2 separate regions of the Nomascus leucogenys genome follow, and region 2 is linked to region 1. Evidence: chromatin contacts called from public Hi-C data. All regions are on one chromosome and are shown on one strand. The core of a region is the stretch at or near the end of the contact, and the rest is flanking DNA. Distances in the headings are between cores, read along the strand shown.

The links. Hi-C and Micro-C count contacts between places; a contact is called where the count stands out from the background.
Region 2: a contact with region 1 is called in a Hi-C map of an unstated tissue, with 1.7 times the contacts expected there. The contact joins two enhancer-like sites. A contact is called at or near these places in 2 of 4 Hi-C or Micro-C datasets (a lymphoblastoid cell line and an unstated tissue).

What each region holds. Positions count from the first base shown.
Region 1 is chr23:21,122,898-21,130,056 of Asia_NLE_v1, forward strand. No RefSeq gene overlaps it. Among named protein-coding and RNA genes, the nearest start is that of GPR19, 12 kb to the right of the region's middle. Within about 2 kb of position 2,889, the one cell type or tissue checked has an H3K27ac peak away from gene starts, as active enhancers do. A contact at or near this core is called in a lymphoblastoid cell line, where this site is marked.
Region 2 is chr23:21,162,776-21,169,934 of Asia_NLE_v1, forward strand. It overlaps GPR19 (probable G-protein coupled receptor 19), which reads left to right. Exons shown (of 2, transcript XM_030804809.1): 2 at 1-838. Among named protein-coding and RNA genes, the nearest start is that of GPR19, 28 kb to the left of the region's middle. Within about 2 kb of position 4,701, the one cell type or tissue checked has an H3K27ac peak away from gene starts, as active enhancers do. A contact at or near this core is called in a lymphoblastoid cell line, where this site is marked.

The DNA of each region.
Region 1 (7,159 bases), core at 1,639-4,138:
AAGTAAGCAAAATTTGTTTGGCTTATCATTAGGGATTCATGCACAAACCCTGCAATTTGGCCCTAATATGTATGTTTTCAATTTTTTTTTCTTGAGATGAAGTCTTGCTCTGTTGCCCAGGCTGGAGTGCTGTGGCACAATCTCAGCTCACTGCAACCTCCACCTCCCGGGTTCAAGCGATTCTCCTGCCTCAGCCTCCAGAGTAGCTGGGATTACAGGTGTGCACCACCACGCCCGGCTAATTTTTGTATTTTTAGTAGAGACGGGGTTTCACCATGTTGGCCAGGCTGGTCTCGAACTCCTGACCTCATGATCCGCCCACTGCAGACTCCCAAAGTGCTGAGATTACAGGCGTGAGCCACCGTTTCTGGCCAAGTTCATTCTTTCTTTTTCCTGGGGATTAAGTTAATTTCAATGCTCATACTGACTGTGATAAACCAAATTCTTCACCTTCCCTATTCCTTGTCTCCCAAACTGTTCCCTATGCATTAGTTAGGAGTGACTGCAGAATGCTATATAAAATGGGCTGGGCACAGTGGCTCATGCCTGTAATCCCAGCACTTTGGGAGGCCAAAGCGGGCAGATCAAGAGGTCAGGAATTCGAGACTAGCCTGGCCAACATGGTGAAACCCCGTCTCTACTAAAAATACAAAAAATTAGCCAGGCGTGGTGGCACGCGCCTGTAATCCCAGCTACTCGGGAGGCTGAGGCAAGAGAATCGCTTGAATCCGGGAGGCGGAGGTCACAGTGAGCCGAGATCGAGCCATGGCACTCTAGACTGGGTGACAGAGCAAGACTGTCTTGAGAAAAAAAAAAAATGCTTTATCGATCATGAAAAAAATGTCCTATCATTCAGTTAATAAGGTTAAATTGTGTGGTTTTAACCAAGTTTGAGTAATTGGGGATGCATATCAGATTCATTATTTGGCAATTTCTTTCATTTGTCCTGGGGTCACAAGAATTCGAGAACTCAGATTCACATAAATATGTGGATACAGATGGCATCAGTTTTTTCACTACTTTACAGTATCAGGGTAATCACAGGGGAGCATGCCCAGAATACTGGCTAAAGAAATGGCATGATTAACTTTTTCAGCTACGGATAGTGGAAATTTTGGTAAGCATATTTTCTGACTCACAGGGCAGACTAAATTACCAATCCATCAGTCAGTTTATATTACTCACCAAAGATTTTTTTTCAGTGAAGAAAAATGTTTTATTTGACAACTTACTATTCTTACACTATAATTTTCATGTAAATGAACTAGGAGTCTCAAAGAAGTCACTGTTCTTTATCAGCTCTTCCACTCCCATACTTAATTTTCATTCAAGCCTTCTCATTATGTGCAATGAGAGTATTCAGTTTGTTTCATACTGGTTGTTTGCCTTGACAAAGTAAGCCAGCTTTCTGAGTTAGTCTTAATCATTAAAGTGAACAAGATACCCATTCACTTTATCTGCATTTTTTTTTCTTCATGATGAAAATGCCAGTTCAATACTGGCTTGGAAAACCGATTTTCACCTTACCTTAACCAAGTCAGAGTACCTCTAGCTAATGGAGCGGGATTTTAAAGTTACTTCCCATTTTGGTACAAATTTGTGTTAAAAGGTATTCAAGCTGCTGGATTTACTGAATTTTATCATATTGAACATGAGAAAATCCAGAGGCTAGCTTCTTGAGATAAAAGGATTTTCTGTGACCGATGCTGGACACATGCAAAGCTTTCAAAATTTGGTTCCATCTGCTCACATGTCCATACATATTCTCTGCTTAATTTCATATCTCTTGAAAATCCCACTTTCCTTTTAGAAAATTTCTTGTTACAAGTTGAAGTCTTCAAATTCACCATTCAAAAACATAACAGAGTCTAATAAAATTGCCAAATTGTTAACATTTATGCTTTTATCCAACTCTAAGATAATAGTGATCCAGGTTTGGCTGAATCTACCAGTTATTTAAGGTTGTTTTTTGAGCACATTAAAATGTATCATTAGAAATCCTTCCATAAAAATACTTTTTAAAAAGTCACTTTGCCTGCCTTTTTTTGTTTTCAAACAAATCCAGTCATATCTGTAAAACAAGTTTCCATCAGATCTCATTTTATAAGCAACATCCTCTTCTAAGACACCTGAAACTGACTTTGAAGAGCTCTTCAAATCATTTCAAAAATTTGTTTGTTGGCTCGTGCTTTCTTGGGTTAATGCTTCTAGAGTCGTCTCTAAGTTTCAAATTTTGCATGGCTGCCTTTTTTTTTTTTTTTTTTTTACTTGCTTCAAGAGCCAGCCTTAAATCATGTAGGTTTTGCTTGAGGTTTGCTCGAGCAAGATGACCTTAGGTTTGGTCTTATTTGCATTTTTACCATAACGGGGCCTACATTCTAAATCAGTAACTAAATGCCACCTATGAGTTTGATTAACTGTGGCTGCTTGCCAATTTTTAGTTCTGGTTAGGGTGGTGCTATTGTTTTCCTCAGGTTCATTATAAACATCTTCCGTGACAGCTCTGACGCGGCACCGATTTCTGAGTGTCCAGTGTTTTCACTACCATTATTTTCTTTGGTCTCAAGTTGACACTTAAACTGTCCAGTTTTAAACCTCCGATCCGTGCTCCCAAATGAAAACATGACTTTCATTATGAATTACACGTCAAGGGAGCAAACCAAGGCGCTCGGGGAGGCGAGAACCGGGACACAGCGCTTCGCCTGGACTGGTAAACAAACCGCCGCGCAGGCGCAATGGCAACAGGACGGTAACCTGGGTAGCCGCCAATGGGCTTTCTCGTAGAGTGAAAAGCGGAAAAGCCAAACAAAACGCTGGTTCCAAGGTGATAAACTGGCTGACTTCCTCTATTTTTACTTTTTAAAAAAATTTTGTTTCTGAAGAACTAGTTGCGCGGCCTACCGGGCCCCGCAGAGATCTTCGTGGAATTCCTCGGCCCCCGAGAAATGCCGCTAGCCTGTCGGCTAGTTATAGTGGCCTAATTTTTTGTCTTGACCTTTTTCATTTGACTGCAGCACTAATCCTAATCCACTGGGAAAGCAAAAAAAAAAAAAAAAAAAAAAAAAAAAAAAAAAAAGGCTGGAGGATCTCAACGCCACAGAAAACCTTCCTACTAGCCGGCCATCACCAAACCACGCGAGATCTGCCTGAGGAGAAGAGCGACCTCGGGAGTGTACGTTTGCGCATGCGTCTGGCTCATCAGTTTTAGCGCGCGAAAGTTCCAAAACTTTCCGCCTAGTCAGAGGCGGTCCAATTTGGCCCTTGGGGAGTGTCCGTTGCGTTGATGTGATGGATTCAAGTACACACCACCACATTCTATGAGATTTTGCAGGCAAAAGTCCACCAAAAGGGATGACCATACAAGTCATCCCTTCTTTCCGTTTTTATATTGGCCGTGAACTCTGTGAGGGGAGGTTTCAGCGAATAAAGTAGTAAAGGAGTGGGAGCGGGAGAGCCAATCAATGAGGCTGTAGAATAAGAGAGAAATCTGAAGGGACAAAGGAGTTTTATTTATTTTTCGGCTGGTGACCAAGAGGATGTGAGTGTGAGCTAAGGTAATACAGTGGGAAGGAGAAGATGGGAAGATTTGAGAGGTAAGTGAAGGTAAATCAAGGCAGTATAGCTCTAGCCTACCTGGGAGGCCAGACTAGAAGGAAGTTGACAGTAGAGGACATTTTTCTTAAAAGAGTGTGAACTTATGCATGTTTGTAAACAGGCAGAAATGGCATGCATTTAGTACATGGTGTATATAAGGTGGAAATCGGGACGCCCCTAATGGAATGGAATGAGGAAGATTCTAAAAGCCACAGTCCTGAACACAGGCCGAGGTGGAATTGGGAAGAACAGTCGCGGTAACAGAAGTCAGGAATTTGGGAACTGTCTGGAGGGATCTGACCAATCTGACCTCTTTTTGTCTCTCAGCATATATGGGACACATGCACAGGCATTGGATTTGGCCCTGCAACATCTTAAAGGTACCGCCCAACACCTGAAGTGTCTGCCTCCTTCCGATGGAGCCTCCTGGCCCCTCCCACCTCTCACCAGCTTTACTCTTTAGCCGGAATGAAATGTGGATTTCATGGAATGAAATGGTGGCATTTAGCTACCACATTACTCAGATGTGTCACTGACATCTTACAAAAGTACATACTTCTAGCCTCTAGCCTCCCAGTTCACTAGATATTAGAGTCCATCTTGATATTGGCAGCAATTCTATGCCACTTAGCTAGTATATTTTGATTCTTTGTATACTATCTGGAGTACAAGGCAGAAGAATGCTGATGGAATACGTAATTTTACTCCAACAAACGAATGGCTGATAGGTAAACAGTATCACTTTATCTGTAAGAAAAACTAAATATGGAAAGCCACAGGATTGAAGCTAGCAGTGATGGAGAAGGATCCCAGTGTGAATATATAGAATCGAAGTACTTCAGTAAAGAGCCAGGCATGGTAGTCACTTACCAATAAAGTGATTTCATTTCATTTTGGCAGCCTGAAGTATATCCTGGCAGCTGCGCTGTATGTGTGAAGTGCATAGGAAAATGCTGCAGGAAAAATCCATGGAGGCAATGGAATAGGATTTCAGGGTTGAAGCCTGGGTGTCTTGTTTTAGGGAGTGGGATCATCCAGCTCTGAGAGGCATGACATCTCGATATGATGTCATATAAAGTGTGTACAATTGGGAATCAGACCTGGGCTTTGACTTTAGGGTCTGCCGATCACTCTGTGTGACTGTCTGAATCTCAGTTTCTCTATTTGTAAAATAAGGATAATAGTGCCTGTGCCATAGGATTATTGTAATGACAAAACGAGGTAGCATAGAACTTAGTATAAAGTACACGCCACCTACCAATTGAATTGTGGATGCTCTATGCATCCTAGGTCTGTCTGTATTTAGGGAGCTTTAAGACAGGTACTCTACCAGGCCGGGCTCGGTGGCTCACGCCTCTAATCCCAGCACTTTGGGAGGCCAAGGCGGTCGGATCACGAGGTCAGGAGATCGAGACCATCCTGGCTAATACGGTGAAACCCCGTCTCTACTAAAAAAAAAAAATACAAAAAATTAGCCGGGCGTGGTGGTGGGCACCTGTAGTCCCAGCTACTCGGGAGGTTGAGGCAGGAGAGTGGCGTGAACCCGGGAGGCGGAGCTTGCAATGAGCCAAGATCGCACCACTGCACTCCAGCCTGGCGACAGAGCGAGACTCCGTCTCAAAAAAAAAAAAAAAAAGACAGGTGCTCTACCATGCCCACACATTAGAATCACCTTGGGAGCTTAAAAAAATCCTAATGCCCTGGCTTTACCCTAGACCAATTAAATCAGAATCTCTGCGAGTGGAGCCCAAACATCAGTACTTTTTTTTTTTTTTTTTTGAGACGGAGTCTCGCTCTGTCGCCCAAGCTGGAGTGCAGTGGCACAATCTCGGCTCACTGCAAGCTCCGCCTCCCGGGTTCACGCCATTCTCCTGCCTCAGCCTCTCCGAGTAGCTGGGACTACAGGCACCCACCACCACGCCCAGCTAATTTTTTGTATTTTTTAGTAGAGACGGGGTTTCACCATGGTCTCGATCTCCTGACCTCGTGATCCACCCGCCTCGGCCTTCCAAAGTGCTGGGATTACAAGCGTGAGCCACCACACCTGGCCATCAGTACTTTCTTAAAGCTCTCCATTTTGCAACTAAGGTTGACAGCCACTGCTTTAAGAGTTCCCTCTAGGGCCAGGCATGGTGGCTCACGCCTGTAATCCCAGCACTTTGGGAGGCCGAGGCAGGGGGATCACGAGGTCAGGAGTTTGAGACCAGCCTGGCCAACATGGTGAAACTCCGTCTCTACTAAAAATACAAAAATTAGCTGGGCGTGGTGGCACGCTCCTGTAATCCCAGCTACTCTGGAGGCTGAGGCAGGAGAATTGCTTAAACCCAGGAGGCGGAGGTTGCAGTCAGACAAGATCGCGCCATTGCACTCCAGCCTAGGCGATAGAGCAAGACTACGTTTTGGAAAACACGTTTGGAGGAATGAAGTTTAGAGCTTGAGACAGGCAGATAAGTAGGGCATCATGAGCTCTATTCAGGAGGGAGGCCACTGTGATAAGAATGGGGTTAACATACTAATTTGGGAAAGGTCATTGATAAAGCCATTAGTATAATTGCCAGGATACACAGGCTTAGCTGTAGAGATAGAAGAGTTTCAGTCTCCCAAGCTGGTCTTTTGATCTAGCACAGGCAACACAGATAATGATGTCTTTATTGCATTACACATGGTGAATCTTGGGCCATCAGCAGGGCTGATGGCAGTAGTGGGTTGGGGTGGACCTTTACAACCTGCAATACCTCATTGGTTGGGGAGGGCATCAAGGCATGATTGAAATGTGGGTTCTTTTCCAATGAGAGTCTGCTATACACAGGAATGCACGTGCAGCAGGGCATTGATAATGAAGTGTTTTCCTGTAGCCTATCAGGGTTGATGTGGCTGCTATGACCACACAAGTGGTTTTGTTATTATTAACAGATGAGAAAGGTGAGGTTCAAGCCTGCCTTTGTAGCCTTTCAAGGAACAGAAAATCACTTGGAATAGAAGTGGCATGGCCAGCAATTTCAGCTTTTAAGAGACAAGTTACTTGCTAGTAGGACAATTCTGGTTTCTAGGTTTATAAATAATTCAGAAGTTGAAATCACCATACTACTTTAGTTATTGAACATAGGACAAAAAAGGTAGTGATAATGGCCAAGAATATCTTTTGCCACGTGAAGTTACCTGTCTTTAATTGGGTTCCTTTTCTTGAAAAGCAGGCACACATGAGTGACAGAGAATCTTCCTGGGACCGACAGGAATGCTGGACAGATTGGTCTGTGTCTTTAAAGGTTTTTATGAGTTAGAGTGAGCCAGGACTAGAGCCAAAGACAAGTAATGCTTCAGTTTCTTAAGGGCTTTTTCAGCTGCTGGAGGCCAGTAGTACTTTTGCTCAGAAAGCAAAGGAGAAAGGGGCTTAAGCCCAGTTGGAGAAAAAAAAAACAAAACTATAATTAGGTCTCTTGTGCTCTGTGGATATCAAATACCTGTTGGACCTTTTTCAGAAACTTTCATATTGTACCAGTATGGGGTTCTGGTTCTATAAATGAGGGTATCCAGTCCATCTTTCTTTCTGCCTCTTTTGGGGATG
Region 2 (7,159 bases), core at 3,451-5,950, 42 kb after region 1:
TGAAAAATGCAAAGTCAATGCAATGTTTTCCTCACATCTGTGTCCCATCTAGGCTGTGTCTAGGACATTCACCTCCCATTTTTGAGTTATATACAAGTAAATGTGCAGGTGCTGTTGCTAGCATATCTACAAAATGCCAAAGACAGAAACAACAGATGGCATTTCTCTGTGCTCTGCAATTCAAGCCGAGACTTTCAGCTGCCCAGCCCTACCCCTGTACACCAGGACAGCAAGGGCAAGGGCTGCCTTCCTCGTTCTCCTAGGAACTGGAGGCCATTTCTCTAGCCAGAGCCTGTTCTCCCTCATCTCTCTCCAGGGCACAGCACCATACCCTGGCCAAGCTCAAACTCTTCTTTGCCTGTGATAACTATGGAATTTTTTTCCTCTGGTTCCCAGATCTCCATTATTTCAAATCGAGGACCAGCCAGCACATTTAAAAAATGTTTTTATTTAAACAATAAAGGGTTTACAGACAAGACTGGTATGCATTTTCACGCCCTAGTTAACAAGAGCTGCAAATAATAACTCCAGTTGTTCAGCAATTCTACATGCATTATCTCCTTTATCCTCTCAACAATTCTGTGATATATTTATTATCATCCCTTTTATAGATGAGCAAACTGGAACTCAATTGTTATGTGACCTGCCCAAGTTGGAATGTGACAGAGCTGGTATTCAAACTCGAGCCTCTAACCGCATGTCTGTCTGTTGCTCTTTCCTTGACATTTCAGATGTCTCCCTAGAGAACACGAGGCGCCAAACCCATCCAGGCCTTGAAGGGCCTCCTGACCACTGCCTTGGTGGAAGTCAAAGGTCTAAGAGAATTTGGCCATTCTGTTTTCTTTTTTAATTTTTTTTTTTTTTTTGAGACGGAGTCTCACTCTGTTGTCCAGGCTGGAGTGCAATGGCGTGATCTCGGCTCACTGCAACCTCTGCCTCCCAAGTTCAAGTGATTCTCCCGCCTCAGCCTCCCAAGTAGCTGGGATTACAGGTGCCCGCCACCACGCCAAGCTAATTTTTGTATTTTTAATAGAGACGGGGTTTCACCATGTTGGCCAGGCTAGTCTCGAACTCCTGACCTTAGGAGATCCACCTGCCTCGGCCTCCCAAAGTGCTGGGATTACAGGCGTGAGCCACAGCACCTGGCCTCTTTTTTATTTTCAATTTTAAAAAATCAGCTGAATTTAAGATTCACTGGTGATTCTTTAAAAAGGTCTAGTTGAAATGTAATGAGCTGGCCTTCACCTGTTCCTTGGCTGTAGCTAGGTTCTTGGACTTGTGCTGCAGAATGTTTGCGACAAGGAGGGAAACCTGTACCTTCCTACCTCCCAGACACAGGGGAATGAGACAAGATTACGTTTTGATATTTGGGACAAAGAATAACAAAACATTTAATCTACAAAACATTTACAGAGCTGATGTTTTTAAGTTGAGATGCTTTGTTCAATCGCAAATTCCAAAGATAGAAATAATATATTTTTCTTTCTCCCTTTTCCCGTTCTCCTCACATTCTTATCCCATCAGCAAATGGCTCTAAAACAACAAAATGTGCCAGATATTTACCTCACTTAGCCCTTGAATTTCATGGTTCAGACTTGTTAAAATATGGAAGAGACCCCTGCCGTAGTTTTATTTTTTGTCTTTTTAAGTGAACTATTATTTTTTCGAGTTACAGTGTGAAAAGTTTGTTTCCATTTTGTTTTTATATATTTATAGTTCTCGGTTTAAACTGAGAAGAATTACACCAGGTGATTTCTAAGCTCTATTGTGTCTAATGTTCTGGGAGTTTACTACAGTAGGTGAATATTCAGTGAGACAATGTGATACAAGCTCTTGTGTAAACAGTTTGTTGTTGTTTTTTTTCTTTTTGAGACAGAGTCTCGCTCTATCACCCAGGCTGGGGTGCAGTGGCACGATCTCAGCTCACTGCAACCTCCATCTCCCAGGTTCAAGCGATTCTCGTGCCTTAGCCTCCCAAGCAGCTGGGCCTACAACCACCACATCCGACCAATTTTTGTATTTTTAGTAGAGATAGTGTTTTTCCATGTTGGCCAGGCTGGTCTCAAACTCCTGGCTTCAAGTGATCCACCCGCCTCAGCATCCCAAAGTGCTGGGATTATAAGCACGAGCCACCATCCCTGCCAGAAGGTATTTTTTAATCCCCCAAATAATGACAAATTAAGAGTATTAAGTCACAATCAAGAGAGCCCCAAAGTTGCATGACCTGTATTAATTCAGCTATGTTCTCTCAGGGTGTTGGTAATTCACTGCATTTCTGTTTAGCTTAATATTCAGCATGCCTGGTGTTTCTCTTGATCCTGAATTTGGAAGAGGCTTCACATAAGGCACAGATGGATGAAAATTTGCTTAAGTCCCGCAACACAAGAACAGCATTCACTACACCTCACATTTACTCCACAAGAACCAGAATTAAGCCACAGAGAGACAATGAGGTGCACCACACACCCAGATTCATGTGGCCCTTCAAACAGGAGTCCAAGAAAGGCAGCAGCGGGAAGCAGCCTCCACAGTAGAGGCAGTTCTCCTACCTGGCTCCAGGTTCTCATAAAGCGTCGGTGGGCAGGGAAGGGACAGGGATGTATCCTCTGAGTAGAATTTGAATTCTCCCTTTCTTCTCCTCTTCATTGAATACATTAATGTCCAGCCTGCTGCAGAGCCAATAAGCACATCCTGCGCAGGTGCGTTTGCCTGGGAGCCTTTCATCACAGGCTTAGCCCCCATGCCCGGAGCTGATACCCCAGGCCAGACTTCTCCCTCAGGAATGACAATTTTATCCTTGGTGGAGGCCCATCTCCACCAAGCAAGTGGGGAGTGGAGTCGTTTGCCAGAGACTGCTGGCAATTTCACCTCCCCCCTTCCATACTTGCTGCCATTTGCGCAAGCTCACTCTGAAGCCACATAACCAAGCTCAGCTGGGGAGACCTGACCAGGATCCGCTTCCAGGTTATGCTCCTCTGAAAACCATACATAAAAGAAGCAAGGAATTAGACACTTTTAGAGCAGACGGGATGTTGGGAGACCTAGCCCAAGCCCTTCATTAGTTAGAAGCAGAAATTGAGACCAAGAGAGGTGAAGTTAGGGCTAACCTACAATGTCTCCTACCCACCAGTTCAACTTCCTTTCTTTTTTTTTTTGAGATGGAGTCTCGCTCTGTCCCCCAGGCTGCAGTGCAGTGGTGCCATCTCTGCTCACTGCAAGCTCTGCCTCCCAAATTCACACTATTCTCCTGCCTCAGCCTCCTGAGTGGCTGGGACTACAGGTGCCCGCCACCACACCCAGCTAATTTTTTGTATTTTTAGTAGAGACGGGGTTTCACTGTGTTAGCCAGGATGGTCTCGATCTCCTGACCTCGTGATCCGCCCACCTTGGCCTCCCAAAGTGCTGGGATTACAGGCGTGAGCCACCGCACCCGGCCTCAACTTTCTTTCAACTTTGCCATTTGGCTTGCTGTGGTTTTATTTATTTATTTATTTATTTATTTATTTATTTATTATCTGAGACGGAGCCTCACTCTGTCACCCAGGCTGGAGTGCAGTGGTGCAATCTCGGCTCACTGCAACCACCTTCTCCTGGGTTCAAGCAATTCTCCTGCCTCAGCCTCCCAAGCAGCTGGGACTACAGGCATGTGTCACCAAGCCCAGCTAATTTTTGTATTTTTAATAGAGATGGGGTTTCACCATATTGGCCAGGCTGGTCTCGAACTCTTGACCTTGTGATCCCCCCACCTTGGCCTCCCAAAGTGCTGGGATTACAGGCATGAGCCACGGCACCCGGCCTGATTCATTTATTTTTTAATACATTAGTTTTATTTATTCCTCAGCACTCTGGGAGGCCAGGCAGGCAGATCGCTTGAGCCCAGGAGTTTGAGACCAGCCTGGGCAACATAGTGAGACCCCTCGTCTCTACAATCAGCCAGGTGTGGTGCACGTGCCTGTAGTCCCAGCTACCCAGGAGGCTGAGGTTGCAGCTGAGATCTGCCACTGCACTCATCTTGGCTCACTGCAACCTCCGCCTCCCAGGTTCAAGCGATTCTCCTGCCTCAGCCTCCTGAGTAGCTGGGATTACAGGCCCCGTGCCACCACGCCCTGCTAATTTTTTTGTATTTTTAGTAGAGACGGGGTTTCACCATGTTGGCCAGGCTGGATGTATTCGATTTTTAAAAATCCAAACTGTGTGCAGGAGAATATGAAAGGAATACATAAGCCTTCACTGTTCATTTAGCCTGCTAATTCATCTGTGAAAATGATGACTTTAGAGTGCGGTAATTAGAGAACAGTGGAAACGAACCGACTTCCTCTGACAGTTTTACAGAATGACCGCTTGATGGCACTGTGACTTGTGGACAGAGCCCACCACCTCTTCACGATGCCTGTCACACTGGCGAATTCAGAGAAGTCCTCGTCTCATAGCAACAAGACAGGGAAAATTGCTGAGCGCCCAGAAGCAGCTGTAGATTAAGTAATCAATCAGTGTGTTCAAAACACAAAGCATTTAAACACTGGAGGAAATTCCAAAATAATACCCTTTTCAGACATGAAATGACTAGTCAAAATATTGTTTTAAACCCATTTTACAAATGTGATCATTTTCAAAAAACTCCATCAGACCACCAAGCTGGCATTAGTGCCACCCACACTTGCCAGGGCCTGTCTTTTCCTTTTCCGCTCTTTTCATCATTGACACAGAGAATTCATGGACTTTTTCATAGCAGTGTATCTAGAATTTCCCCACAAGTGAATGTTCATATGCTGCTAGTAAGTAGGCAGTTAAATTTATTTTAAAGTAAGCCCCTACAATCTGGGCTATTCTGAACTTTTTTGCACAATTGAACACTTCAAGTGCTCTATATTTTCTTTCTCAGAAGAAGCCTCTTTTATATATATATATATTTTATTTTTTAGTAGAGATGGAATCTTGCTTTGCCGCCCAGGGTAGTCTTGAACTCCTGGCCTCAAGTCTGCCTGTCTTCTTCTGAGCCCTCCAAACTGTTCCAACCTCTGCCTGGTATGCAGTTCCAAAGTCACTTCCACATTTTCAGCTATCTGTATGGCAATGCCCCCACTTCTTGGTACCAATTTTCTATATAAGTCCATTCAAGCATTGCTATAAAGAACTGCCTGAGACTGGGTAAAGAAAAGCGGTTTAATTGACTCACCGTTCCACAGGCTGTACAGGAAGCATGGCTGGGCAGGCCTCAGGAAACTTACAATCATGGCGTAAAGGGGAAGCAGGCACATAAAGGGGAAGCAGGCACATCTTACAAGGCCAAGGAGGAGGAAGAGAAGGTGGGAGATGCCACACACTTTTAAACAACCAGCTCTCGTGAGAACTCACTCATTATCACGAGAACAGCAAGGGGGAAATCTGCCCCCATGATCCAATCACCTCCCAGTGAAACAAGAGAAGTTCCCTTGTCCCCCTCGCAGGCCATGCAATGGGGGTGTGCCTCACTTTTTCAGTGCCCCACTCCTCAAACCTCTCAGGGAGCATACAGACAGGCGGGCTATGGGGCTCCAACCCCATGGCAGTGTCTAGGGGTGAATGTTTACAGCTGAAGCCCCGGTGGGTGTGTGTTACAGGGTGCTCTTTTAGTTTAGCTATCCACAGGCGGCTTGTGTTAGTCAGCTCAATTAGACCCCTGCCTCATCACAAGGACAGAGGGCTTTCTGTATCCTGGGATTCTTGCCTTGGTGTACTGGAAGACTCAGATCGCACGTGGGCTAGGAGAGTGAGTGCAAGGTTTTACTGAGTGGTAGTGGCTCTCAGCAGATGGTGGAGCCAGAAGGGAGATGGTTTTCTCCTGGAGTCGGGCCGCTCAGCGGCCCGGGCTCTCCTCCAACCGCCCCCCCCCCCCCCAAACTCCACGTCGTTCTGCTGGTTGGTGGCTTGCTGGCATGCCAGCGTGCCTGTCAATGTGTTCTTGACATCCTCTCAACATCCAGCCATTTGTGTATTCCTCTGCCAATGTGTTTCTCTGGACATCCAACCGCTGGGGTGCCTGCCTGCTAGGGTCTTGGGGGTTTTTATAGGCACAGGATGGGGGTGCGGTGGGTCAGGGTGGTCCTGGGAAATGCAACATTTGGGCACGAAGGCAGGAGTCCCAGTTCTCACATAGGTCCGCAGGCACAGGCCTAGGGGTGGAGCCCTCACCAGGGACCTGCCTTTCTCTAGCCAGCACTTCCCTGCCCCCACTTCCATATCACCAACACTGGAGGTTGGAGGTTGCAATTCAACATGAGATTTGGGCAGGGACACAAATCCAAACCATATCAAAGATATTTTATATAGCTTTGTTATGGCATTTTTTCAAACAGACACTTTTCTGTAGTCCATTTATCAGTCTTGTGGGTCTTGCCTAAAAAGCCCCCCTGACTCTGATTTTTTCCTTTTATTTTCCATGTTTCCTCTTAGGATTTTTATAGGTGTTTTGGTTTTGGTTTTGTTTCTTTGTTTGCAGGGTATTTTGTTTTTTTTTTTTTTATTTTTCTGAGACAGAGTTTTGCTCTTGTTGCCCAGGCTGGAGTGCAATGGCGCAACCTCAGCTCACTGCAACCTCCACCTCCCGGGTTCAAGAGATTCTCCTGCCTCAGCCTCCCGAGTAGCTGGGACTACAGGTGCGTGCCACCACGCCCAGCTAATGTTTTGTATTTTTAGTGAAGACGGGGTTTCACTGTGTTAGCCAGGATAGTCTCGATCTCCTGACCTCATGATCCGCCCACCTCAGCCTCCCAAAGTGCTGGGATTACAGGCATGAGCCACCGCGCCTGACTGGTTTTGGTTTTGTAGTATGTTTACATCTTTGCTCATCTAGAATTAATTTTGTCAAAGGAAAGAAGTATTTAATTTAAAATGGGGGCCAGGTGTGGTGGCTCACGTTTGTAATCTCAGCACTTTGGGAGGCCGAGGCGGGCAGATCACCTGAGGTCAGGAGTTCGAGATCAGCCTGGCCAATATGGCAAAACCCTGTCTCTACTAAAAATACAAAAAATTAGCTGGGTATGGTGGCGCACAGCTGTAATCCCAGCTACTCGAGAGGCTGAGGCGGGAGAATCACCTGAACCTGGGAGGTAGAGGTTGCAGTGAGCCCAGATAGCATCACTGCACTCCAGTCTGGGTGACAGAGCAAGACTCCATCTCA